2 separate regions of the Mus musculus genome follow, and region 1 is linked to region 2. Evidence: chromatin contacts called from public Hi-C data. All regions are on one chromosome and are shown on one strand. The core of a region is the stretch at or near the end of the contact, and the rest is flanking DNA. Distances in the headings are between cores, read along the strand shown.

Region 1 (5,647 bases), core at 1,877-4,376, 220 kb before region 2:
TCCTTGTGTTGGAGTTTTCCCTTTATTATCCTTTGAAGGGCTCGATTTGTAGAAAGATCTTGTGTAAATTTGGTTTCTCCATCTCTGGTAATTGAAAGTTTTGCATGATATAGTAGCCTGGGCTGGCATTTGTGTTCTCTTGGTGTCTGTATGACATCTGCCCACGGTCTTCTGGCTTTCATGGTCTCTGGGGAGAAGTCAGGTGTAATTCTGATAGGTCTGCCTTTATATGTTACTTGACCTTTTTCCCTTACTGCTTTTAATATTCTTTCTTTGTTTTGTGCATTTGGTGTTTTGATTATTATGTGATGGGAGGAATTTCTTTTCTGGTCCAAACTATTTGGAGTTCTGTAGGCTTCTTGTGTGTTCACGGGCATCTCTTTATTTAAGTTGGGGAAGTTTTCTTCTATAATTTTGTTGAAGATATTTATTGGCCCTTTAAGTTGGAAATCTCCTTTCTTGTCTATACCTATAATACTTAGATTTGGTCTTCTCATTGTGTCCTGGATTTCCTGGGTGTTTTGGGTTAGGATTTTTTGCATTTTCTTTGATTGTTGTGTCAATAATTTCTATGGTATCTTCTGCACTTGAGATTCTCTCTTCTATCTCTTGTATTCTGTTTGTTATGCTTGCATCTATGGCTCTTGACTTCTTTCCTAGGTTTTCTATTTCCAGATTTTTCTCCCTTTGTGATTTTTTTTACTGTTTCTACTTCCATTTTTAGATCCTGGATGGTTTTGTTCAATTCTTTCACCTGTTTGAATGTGTTCTCCTGTATTTCTTTAAGGGAGTTATTTTTGTCCTTCTTATAGTTCTCCATCATCATCATCATGAGAAGTGACTTTAGATCCATAGCTTGCTTTTCTGGTGTGATGGTGTATCCAGGGCTTGCTATGGTGGGAGAGTTGGGTTCTGATGATGCCAAGTAACCTTGGTTTCTGTAGCTTATGTTCTTATGCTTGCCTCCCACCATCTGATTATCTCATGTGCTCCCTGCCCTCAATATATCTGAGTGAAGCCCGTCCTTCCTTTAATCCCAGTTGAGTCAGAACTTCTCAGAGTCCAGCTTTCTTTGTTACCCTGTGATTCTGGGATCCTGTTTTACTGAGATTCTGGGTGTGTCAGAGTTCTTGACAGTCAAGCTTCCTCTGAGACCCTGAGATCCTGGTGTGACCAAGCTCCTGGGATCTTGGGATTCTGGAATCCCAGGATCCTAAGATCCTGAGTGTGTTAGAGTGCCTGGAAGTGGTACCTCCTCTGGGGACCATGGGCCTGTCTGCTGAGTTCAGGCCCAAGATGGCCCAGTGCTGGTGCTGACCAGAAGAAACCTGAGCCACTGGTCAGGCGGGGTTCCTGTGTCTGTGCTCCAGCTGGTCCCAGGCACCCCAACTTCTGTTGGAACAGATGTTGTATTCCACTCACCAGTGATTCTATGATCCTGGGTGTGCTAGGGTGCCTGGGGGGGGGGGGGGGGTAGAGAGTCCTCTGGGGACCGTGGGACTGTCTGCAGAGTTGGGGCCCAAGGTGGCCTGGGGCTCTACAAAAACTTCTTGAGCTTCAAGTTACAATGTCTCTTCCCACCACACTCATCCACCCATGTTTCTGATGAAAACTGATACTTTTTAATCTAAGCATCCCTCTCCTAGAGGTTTCACACCAAGCAAGTAACACAGTACTCAGGTGGAGAATTCAGATCAGGGAGTTCAGAGGTCAGAGACTGTGCCTTTCCAACTGCCATTAGACTACTGAGAAAGATAAGCAATGTGCTGATCAATGCTACCCACAATGATGTTACCTGTTCAGATCCTGTGGAATTTCTGTGTGCTCCCTCAGAAGTGCTGGGAGTAGTAGAATTACTCAGTTAGTACCTCCTGTTGTCTCTATCCCAGCCTCTTTGGTCCTCAGACCAAAAAATGAACATCATGATAAGGAATGGTCATTTAATTAACGGAGCATTGGCATGTCCCCCTCCCCCACACTGGTCATCCTCTCTCTTGGAGATTTGGTTTTCTGCCATGTTTTATTCTCACCTCTTCCAATCTTGCTATTCCTTTACCTTCATGATGTGTGAATGGGGATTGTCCTCCCATGGCTAGTCAAGACAAAGGGAGCTAATTAGAAGTTGGAAGAAATGATGTCATTCTAGAAGGATGCAGGAATTTGGGCTCCTTTTAAAAATTGAAGCCCTCAGCTTGAGTCACAATATTTCTCATACTGTAAAAGTCTGTTGACATGGTGTATTCTGTCTGTGGTCAATGACACATTTGGCCTGTTGCCTGTTGGTGGTTTTTGGTGTGGTCTATTACTCTATTAGTGATGGCATATTTGGTTTGTTGGTGACAGTATATTTGGTCTGTTGATGATAGTATATTAGATTTCCATGTGTCATCAGTACACACTAGCAGAAAATGTTAACAAGCAAAAGACGTTCCAGTGACTTCCACATTTCTGCAACAGAAGGCAGAAGTTGAAGACTCCCTGAAGGTCAATAAGGGCATGGTGAGCTTAAGGAAAGATGCCTATCTACCTAGAGCCAGCCAAAGGAGAGCCACGGTCTTCGATGGAAGATGTAAGGATTTGAAAGACTCTATATTAAGTTAAAATCCTTTACGTAAGATGGAATTAACTGTAGTTGACATTTCAGATCTGCTGTTCAAGCAAAGATAGATGTTCCAGGCTCTCCAAGGCATGGCTGAGGTGATGTGGGAAATTGTCCTAAGAGTCTGAAACATACTTTCGAAACTTGGAGCAAAAAGTGTCAGATTCTTGGAGCCATTTCATAAAGAAAGTTCTTTTTTTCCTCTCAGCAAGATATACTTCATGCTTCTTTGAGAAAATTTAGAAAAAGGAGAAAAAAAAAAAACTAAAGAGAGACCCATTTGCATAAGTGGGCAGAGGCTGGCATAAAAAAAGAAAAAAGTCCAAATGAATTAGTTTTCCCTTTAGTGAAGTAGGAGGGAGCAAGGAAGAAAGAAGAAAGATAAATTGAACATAATTATCTTAAAACAAAATTCATCCTAAGTCAAGCCATTCCCAATCAAAGGACTCCCACAAAGGCTCTCTGCTAAAGTAGCCATCATTGGCAAAGAGGCCAGATTCTCCTCTCTGCCACTTACCAGGGCACTTAAAGGGCTAGAGTAGGGACTGAACTCCAGTCACTTTGCATCTGTATATGAGCGAATACAAGGATGCCAGGGTTCCTTCAGAGACTCTTCTGCAAACTTTAGGCTTCATCTGCTTGTTTGTTTAGCCTGAGGGGATAAAGGAAATGGCTCGCAATTCTCTTTCAAGTTTTCCATTTATGTGGAAGACAGAGCCTGTTGGTTAGCATTGGCCCAGAGAGTATTTCTAGAATAAAATAGAGCAATGGAAGTGAAGGTTGAACTGACAGAACTTCAGCTACGGCGTTTGGGAGCAGCAGCTTTCAAGAAGCTAGCAGATGGCTTTGGGATATATGTTTGCATCTTTAAAATCTCCTTTTGGCTTTGTGACTTGGCTTCCATGTGGATCTTATTAAACTAGTTTGAATTTGAACCTCAACTCTTTATTACTTAAATCTGGGGTAGTCTCCAAATTCTAATGAGTAACTTAGACCACTCCACTCTTCTCAGGAGGTATGACCATGGCCATGTCTGCCACCACAGCAGTCTCTCTCTTCCTGCCATGCTCAGCAAACATGTTTTTGCTGTTCGTAAACATACATCCACCAAGGGACAGGATGGTTCTCTTTCCAGACAGGTATATAAAGATTTCATTATTTAGCATCTAAGTAACAGGAATCTCTAAGGAACCAAACATCTTTCTGTTTGTAGAGTAAGCTTCCAGGGCAAGAGAACAGAAGAGTGTGAGATTTAATTTTAAAACAAACAAACAAACAAACAAAAAACAGTCTTTTCTCTCACTTTCCAGGCACAAGAAATGCTCAGCTCACTCTACGTCTTCTACATCCACCCTGGTTTTCATTCTCCCGACATCTCTCTGTATTGGGTTGCAAGATGGCTGGAGTTGTGTGCTGAGTGCCCATGGATGTCAGTCCCTGCACTAAGACTGCCTTCCCTACCACACATATGAGATCAGTTTAGGCACAAAGTCTAGTTATGTTCAGGCTAACATACCTCTAAAAAATATGTATCTCTTCTATCCACAACTCTGAAGTGCCCTCCACAATTTCATCCACCACTACACTAAAACTCCATTTCCACTGGTGTCACCTCATCTCTAGTTTTGTGGTAGAAGTATTTACATCTTCCCTTCAAAGGAAAACCAGGAGAAATGCTTTGTTTTGGTTTGGGGTACATGGATGCCCTTGGTTATCTAAGATGGCCTAGAGCTCATGGAATCCTGCTGCCTCAGCCTCTGGAGCGTGGGGATTGCAGGCACCACACCCAGCCAAAGCGACACTCTAACATGGCCAACACAGCAGATACGTCTGTCTCACTCAGCCCTCCTCAAGCCCTTCCGCATAGACGGGAGCACCATCATCACCAAATGAGAGGAAGACAAGGTTCAAATGTCAGACTCCTCAAGCCCCATTTTTTTTTTTGTCATATCATGTCATTTTCAAGTAAAATATGGAAGGAGAGAAGGGACTCAAGACTAAGCCACCAAGATCGATGTTCAAGAGCTGCCATTTTACAAACTAAGACTGGAAGCCTTGAGTCATCTGGGCTTCATATCACAAGACAAGGAGAGGCTATCTCCAGAGATTGGTGCTATGAAGAGGTTCCTCCCTCTGAACCTCCATGGTTGGGGTTCCTCTTCTCAGCCCACTAAGTCACCCTCACTCTCAGGAGTTCTATTCCATAACACAGGGTCTCTGTTTCTAACCACATATCCCTGGGGGCAGTCCTTAGTCCTAGGACACAAGACCCTGGTGCCCACTAATCAGACCACAGCCTGGCACGAAATATGGTTTTCATTTCCTTCTCTTTGTGTCATTGTTTGGACACTGGCCAAACAAATGGTTCCCCTCACACTCTGGGCTACAAAACCCCACTTTCTCTGAATCTCCACCCCTCTTCCTTCCACAGCTGCATTCCAGATCTCTATTGCTGAACATGCCAGCTATTTTGAAGCATAACTCAAACAGCCCTGGCTTTCTCTCTTTTTCTTCTGTCTCACAACAGATGCTGATATTTACAGGTTGTGCATCCTGGTCCTTTTCTCTCAAACTGTGATACAACTCTCTTTGAGTTTCTGAGTTCATTCTTAAGGAAATTACGAACTCTAGAAGAAACCCCACAATCCTGAATCGAAAATTACTAATTACAGGACTTTATATGGTCTGCAAGCTGAGGTCTATATGAGCCAGCACACTCCCATGACTGTTAAGTGCTTCAAAGTGTCTGTTGGCAAAGGTAGTCAGTCTCTAAGACATGCGAGGTATAGCATTGATGGTGCTGGAATTGCTGACAGTCATACCCAGTGGAAATACCATTTATCTTCAGTAATGAAGTCAAACTTGGCTTAGAGAACATCGAGTTTCCCTTGAATGAAACAATTTCTGTCACTGCTTCCAAACAACAACAAAGCTGCTGAGAATATCTCTTTGCAGATTACAAATAGAGGTATCTGAACTCGGTGATGGTCGCCATGCCATTCCAGAGCTAGATTGATGAAAGCAAGGGCTCCTGCAGCAAGGGGACGT
Region 2 (5,724 bases), core at 402-2,901:
ATACTCTTAAGTACTTCGGTTGTATGTCTCTTCCATGCTGCGATTCTTAGAAGCTAGAAGAGTGAAACATTGCCATTAAAACTGTTGCTTGTCTTCAGATTGGAGTTTGAAACACCCGGACCTGTTTAGGGGATCAACTTTTTTTTTTTTTTTTTTTTTTTTTGGCCTTTAGGAGTCTTTGAGCTTTTACTTCCATTGCTAATTGCTCACAGCTGAGACCCATTCTTAGCTTCTTCTTTGGTCAGATTTCATCTAAGAATTTGTAGCAGTGCTCCTAACCACTGGAGTACTCACTCAGCAGCAGCTCTGAAACCCCAGTTCCATGTATGGTAATGCCAGCATCTACATAAAACCGCAGCGCAGCAGTGTGAATTCCTTTGCTCTGCCTTCTTATACCCACACAGGCAAGCTCTACAGAGCAGTGAGGAGTCCTGGAGGGGCGAACCTTTTCTAGTAAAAGCTTTCATTGTGCTTCCTTTTGGGCACACACATGCCTACGTTTTGGTCACCCCAGTCTGTGGACACCCAATGATGGGCCTTGAAAAGAATGTGCAAGTGGTGGTGAAGAAATGATTGTGATAAGCCAATGAAAGAAAAGGCACAGGGGTGGAGAGGAATCCCTTCATTAATTCACTTATACTTGAGGGAATCTATACCTATGAGAAGGGTCAAGGTAGAAATGTTGAAATATGGTAGCATATTTCTTTTCCTTTTTCTTTCTTTTTTTTTTTTTGTTTTTTTTTTTGTTTGTTTGTTTTGTTTTTTTGTTTTGTTTAGTTTGGTTTGGTTTTTCGAGACAGGGTTTGTCTGTATAGCCCTGGCTGTCCTGGAACTCACTCTGTAGACCAGGCTGGCCTCGAACTCGGAAATCCGCCTGCCTCTGCCTCCCAAGTGCTGGGATTAAAGGCGTGCGCCACCATGCCCAGCCAGCCTGCAGCATATTTCTTGAGTGAAAAGAAATTAAGTAGGCTGTGTCTATTGGCTCCTCCAAAGCAACAATGGACTGGTTGGTAGTGAAAGAGAGCTGGTAGGACCTGGGCTATGGTACAAGCTTGTCACTTCCTCCCAACAGGGGAGCCCTGCACTGGGCAGAATGGTGCAAGCCTGGAGCCATCTACCTGATCAGTCACCGGCTAGCATAGGTGCTGGGCCTGACCAGCCGACAGAATCGGCCACCTGAGCCTCTTTGTAAATGAATGTGGCAAGTTCTCATTTGTAGGGATGTCTGAAGATGGGCAGGTTGGAAATTAGGACTCCATTCAGCAAGGAGCTGGTTAAATACTAACACAGTTTCATTTGGAAGGCTCCTGAAGTGAGCTTGTTTTGATTTATCGTGTTCCGTTCATAGGCACGCCTCTGGGGAGAACACGCAGTAATGAGGATAAAGTGTGGACTGCTTTGGTTGTCTAAGTTATCAGCTGAGTCAGAGACTAGAAAGAGAGCCAAAGAGCCAGGCTTCGCCACCAGAATCAAACTCCACGCCTCTAAGCCCCTCTCTGTGCAGATCCACTGTGAAGAGAAAAGTTTCTTACGTGCCCCGCGTATGATGTTAGAGTGGGAGTTACGTTTCTTCGACAACCCTTTCTTTGTGTGAAACCTGCTTACCGAAGGCTGATCACCCTTCAGTGTGTTCACTGACGCATGAGTACCCACCCCGAATTTAGGGCAAGGTCTATTTTCCCTTACTGTTTTTGACGTTGTGTCAGCCGGTTTATTCTGCCGCTTGTTAGTCCACAAATGCAATCCAGATGTTTTCCTAGCTCTGGTTTCAGGCAAGCAAGCATGGAAGAAATCTGAGCCAGTGAGCAGATACTGGGAAAACGCTGTGGCTAGAGAGACAGTGGCCCTGGATACGTTGCCTAGGCCTTCACGTCCCCTTTATTCAAACCTTCAGTACCTGTGCTGGTTAAGTTTTCTGCTGTGTTTTCCTTATCCCCGAAGTACATTTCTGACAACGTGCTTGGGGAAAGGCAGTTTTCAAAAGCCATTATAATTACTCTTGATTCGAGCCAAGTAAATGACAGCAGCCATTGTGTGGGGGGTGGGGGTGGGGTGCTGATATTGAGTGGTCCGGCTTTGCGTTCTAGATGATCAGTGGGCCTGACAGGGACTCAGGCCTGAGAGGAAGCTGCTCACCTAGAGCCAAACGAGCTGCAAAGCCAGCTTCCAAGTCTGAGGCCCACAGATCATTTGGAACCAGTTTGATGCTTTGGAATGCTCAGTGATGTTCTTTTCAAAACATCGCAGAAATCTGAGCCAAACGCTGGGAACGTGTTTTATGGAAGAAGGCAGACTGTTTGACGTGTAAGCTCTCCTTGCCTCTGCTGCCTGTTGTTCTGAGGTTAGCTGTAGGTGCTTTGGAGTTATGCCACCCTGTGTGTTTGGTCTCTCTCCCGAGCTGGTAGCTTCAGGCTGGGGCTTTGCTTTTATTTATTTATTTATTTATTTTGTGAAGATGCTTCAGAAACTGATGTAGCCTTCTCTGTGCTCCAAAGAGACTTAAGGACACGACTTTGACTCTGCCTGTGTTCTCCTTAGTGGTAAACAAAAAAAGAGGTTTCTAGTGACTGATAGATTGGCGGGTTGGGTAATTGGTGGATTGGTTGGTTGGTGGGTTGGTGGATTGGTTGGTCGTTGCTGGGTTAGTTGATTGATGGGTTGATTGGTTGGTTGATGGGTTGGTTGGTTGGTTGATGGGTTGATTGGTTGGCTTTTTTGAGACATAAACTCATCATTTGAACCCAGGCTGGCCGCATACCCATCAGTATCCTGCCTTGGCACCTAACTCAGCAAGCTTGACACAGATTTCAGTTTCGCAGCCTCTGGAAGCCGTAGAAACGCTTGTGTTTGGCATGAGATGAACAAAACGGCTGGCTCTGTTCGGGACTCAAAGTAGGCGTCTCACGAGAACGAGGCAAAGGCTGTAAAAAGGGAAAGGCTACTCAAGTCTCATTTAAGTTATCTCTTTAGGGCTGTATCAGTCTGATGCTTCCAGGTGCCTGCTGTTTGAGGTAAACCCTCAAGTCCAAAGGCATGGTAGAAAATGAGTTTGACCATAGTAAAGAAGCTTAAAGAACAGTTGCCACTGATAAACAGATGACCCGATAATGCAGACTCTTTCAAGTAGGACCTGACTGTGAGTGGAACTTACAGAGAAAGGCCTGGTGCTTTAACACAAGCTGTTTGCCTAGTGCACTGGAGCAAAGGATACACCAACATGTGGAAGGTGTGTGTGTGTGTGTGTGTGTATGTGTGTGTTGGCAGAGCTGCTGTACCCGTTCCAGGAAAGTCATTATTATGCCTGCACTCTGCAGTGAAGTCAGAGTTACTTTATTGGGGCATTTCTCATTCCACATGTGAAAGAGCGGAGAGGCATGTGTTCATGGTCTGACTTAGGAGCAGAAGGGAGGGTAGCAGCAAGGTTATGATGAACGGAAAATGTCAGTTCTGTCAAATTTGAGCAAAGACTTTATCATGTGGGGGCTGTGCTATCCCACCAAAACCACAGAAGTAGAGCTACAGACTCAGTAAAGAGGTTTTATAGCTGTGCAGAATTGGCCAATTGTTTCAAGATTATTACTGTTTTGAGGATACCTCTGGAAATGCTTTTAAAAACTACCTCGCAAATACCATTCCAGCTCAATCATGTGGGAAGGTTAGAGGGTTAGGTTAGCAGGTGTTAACTTGAGCTGTCAAGTCGGAGAAAAAAAAAAAAAAAAAGAATAGTCTGTGTAATGATGGTGGGAAAGAGGCCATGACATTCAGTCTCTCTGAGTACTGACCAACTGCTTTGCTTTGCAGCAGTACCGCGAAGAACTGGATGCCAGGTTCAATGCTGACAAGTTCAAGTGGGACAAGATGTGTCACAGAGAAGCTGCGGTCATGTTGAAAGCATTCTTCAGAGAGCTGCCCACCTCTCTCTTCCCTGTTGAATATATACCCGCCTTCATCTCTCTGATGGAAAGTAGGTGACGAAGTTAGATATGATTAAAATATACGTAGACATACGTCAGCACAGCATAATGTGCCAGGTCGCCCCGTGAAGTGTGGTTCCTCTGTGCTGACTGCTGGTGCCTGCGGACCCTGGGGTGAAAGACCATTTATGATAGTCCTGGGTTCGCATATCTAAATTAGATTGTTGTCCGTAATTTTTTAATTTGCTAAAGAAGAAACCTTTCTATTTTAAGGAGACTATAGTGTTTTTCAGTTCTGGAAGGTCCAGTGGATGCTTTTAAATATTTTAATTTGCCTGTTGGCAGGCTCTGTCTTTTCATTCATTCTACATTACTTTCTTTTACATCGTTTGCATACTTTGAGAGCTGCTTTAAAACCTTGTCTGCTAGTTCCAGCCCCTGGGTCATCTCATGACCTGGGTCGTCTTCGAGGATGGATAAATACTCTTCTTATTTTGTATTTACAGCTAGTTTAGAGTCTATTCGGATGATGTGTTTGGCTGCAGTGTTTAAATAGGTCATACACTTCACAAGACCAAAGATGCTATCAGTCACTGATACAGTGACTCAGCATTTAATTTATGTGTCTGTGTATGTGTGTGGGTGTGTGTCTTAGTTAGGGTTTTACTGCTGTGAACAGACACCATGACCAAGGCAAGTCTTATAAAACACAACATTTAATTGGGGCTGGCTTACAGGTTCAGAGGTTCAGTCCATTATCATCAAGGTGGGAGCATGGCAGTATCCAGGCAGGCATGGTGCAGGCAGAGCTGAGAGTTCTATGTCTTCATCCAAAGGCTGCTAGTGGAAGACTGACTTCCAAGCAACTGGGGTGAGAGTCTTAAGCCCACTCCCACAGTGACACACCTACTCCAACCAGGTCATACCTATTCCAACAAGACCACACCTACAAATGGTGCCACTCCCTGGTCCAAGAACATACAAACCATCACAGTGTGTATGTGTGGGGGTGTGAGTGTGTGGTGTGGGGGTGTATTTGTGAACGTGTGTGAGCATGTATTTGTGTATGTTTTTGTGAGTGTGGGGGTGTTTGAGTGTGTGTGTGAGTGTGTGTGCTGTGAGTGTGTGAGCGTATGAATATGTGAGAGTGTGTGTTTTGTGTATTTATGAGTGTGTGAATATGTGTGTGATGTGTGTGTGTATTTGTGTCTGTGAGTATATGAGTGTGAGTATGTGAGTGTGCATGTATGTGTGAGTGTGTGTGTGTGGTGTATATGAGTGTGTGTGTGTGCTGTGAGAGTGTGTTTTGTGTATTTGTGAGTGTGAAAATATGTGTGTGAATGTGTGTGTATATTTGTATCTGTGTGTGTATGAGTATGTGAGTGAGTATGTAATAATATGTGAGTGTGTGGTGCGAATAAGTGACTATGTGAGTGTGTGTATACGTGTGTGTATGTTGGAACTACCTTCTTCATACTACATGGAACTCAGAGAGCACAGATTATTTACCACTCATGTGCAGAGTCACTGCATCTTTTCAGTCTTGGCCTCCAACTTGCTGGTTCAGTTAAAGGACTAGATGGTTCTCCAGGCAGGAGGAAGGACTTCCATACTAGTGCGCGTTAAATAAATTAGCCACAAACTGTTAGCACGAGACAGCGTATGGCCAAGTTCCATCAGTAAAAGGAAAATGGAATATTTGCCAACTCAGACTTGTAATTGAGACAGGAACATCATAATTCTCTGAAATGGACGGAGCTTCCACACCTGGACACCTAACTGCACGGCTACACAGCGACACACCTGCACA

What was found. Hi-C and Micro-C count contacts between places; a contact is called where the count stands out from the background.
Region 1: a Hi-C map of muscle stem cells shows a contact between it and region 2, with 2.2 times the contacts expected there. The contact joins two enhancer-like sites. A contact is called at or near these places in 1 of 15 datasets of contacts at CTCF or cohesin (the NIH/3T3 cell line), 4 of 484 Hi-C or Micro-C datasets (Sertoli cells, adipose-derived mesenchymal stem cells, muscle stem cells and 1 more), 1 of 115 datasets of contacts at active chromatin or transcription factors (fibro-adipogenic progenitors) and 2 of 9 other capture datasets (adipose tissue and pancreatic islet).

What each region holds. Positions count from the first base shown.
Region 1 is chr17:68,086,625-68,092,271 of GRCm38.p6, reverse strand. No RefSeq gene overlaps it. Among named protein-coding and RNA genes, the nearest start is that of Arhgap28, 85 kb to the right of the region's middle. Within about 2 kb of position 3,126, at least 20 of the 459 cell types and tissues checked have an H3K27ac peak or open chromatin away from gene starts, as enhancers often do. A contact at or near this core is called in muscle stem cells, where this site is marked.
Region 2 is chr17:67,862,703-67,868,426 of GRCm38.p6, reverse strand. It overlaps Arhgap28 (Rho GTPase activating protein 28), which reads left to right. Exons shown (of 18, transcript NM_172964.4): 11 at 3,802-3,964. Among named protein-coding and RNA genes, the nearest start is that of Arhgap28, 140 kb to the left of the region's middle. Within about 2 kb of position 1,651, at least 63 of the 459 cell types and tissues checked have an H3K27ac peak or open chromatin away from gene starts, as enhancers often do. A contact at or near this core is called in muscle stem cells, where this site is marked.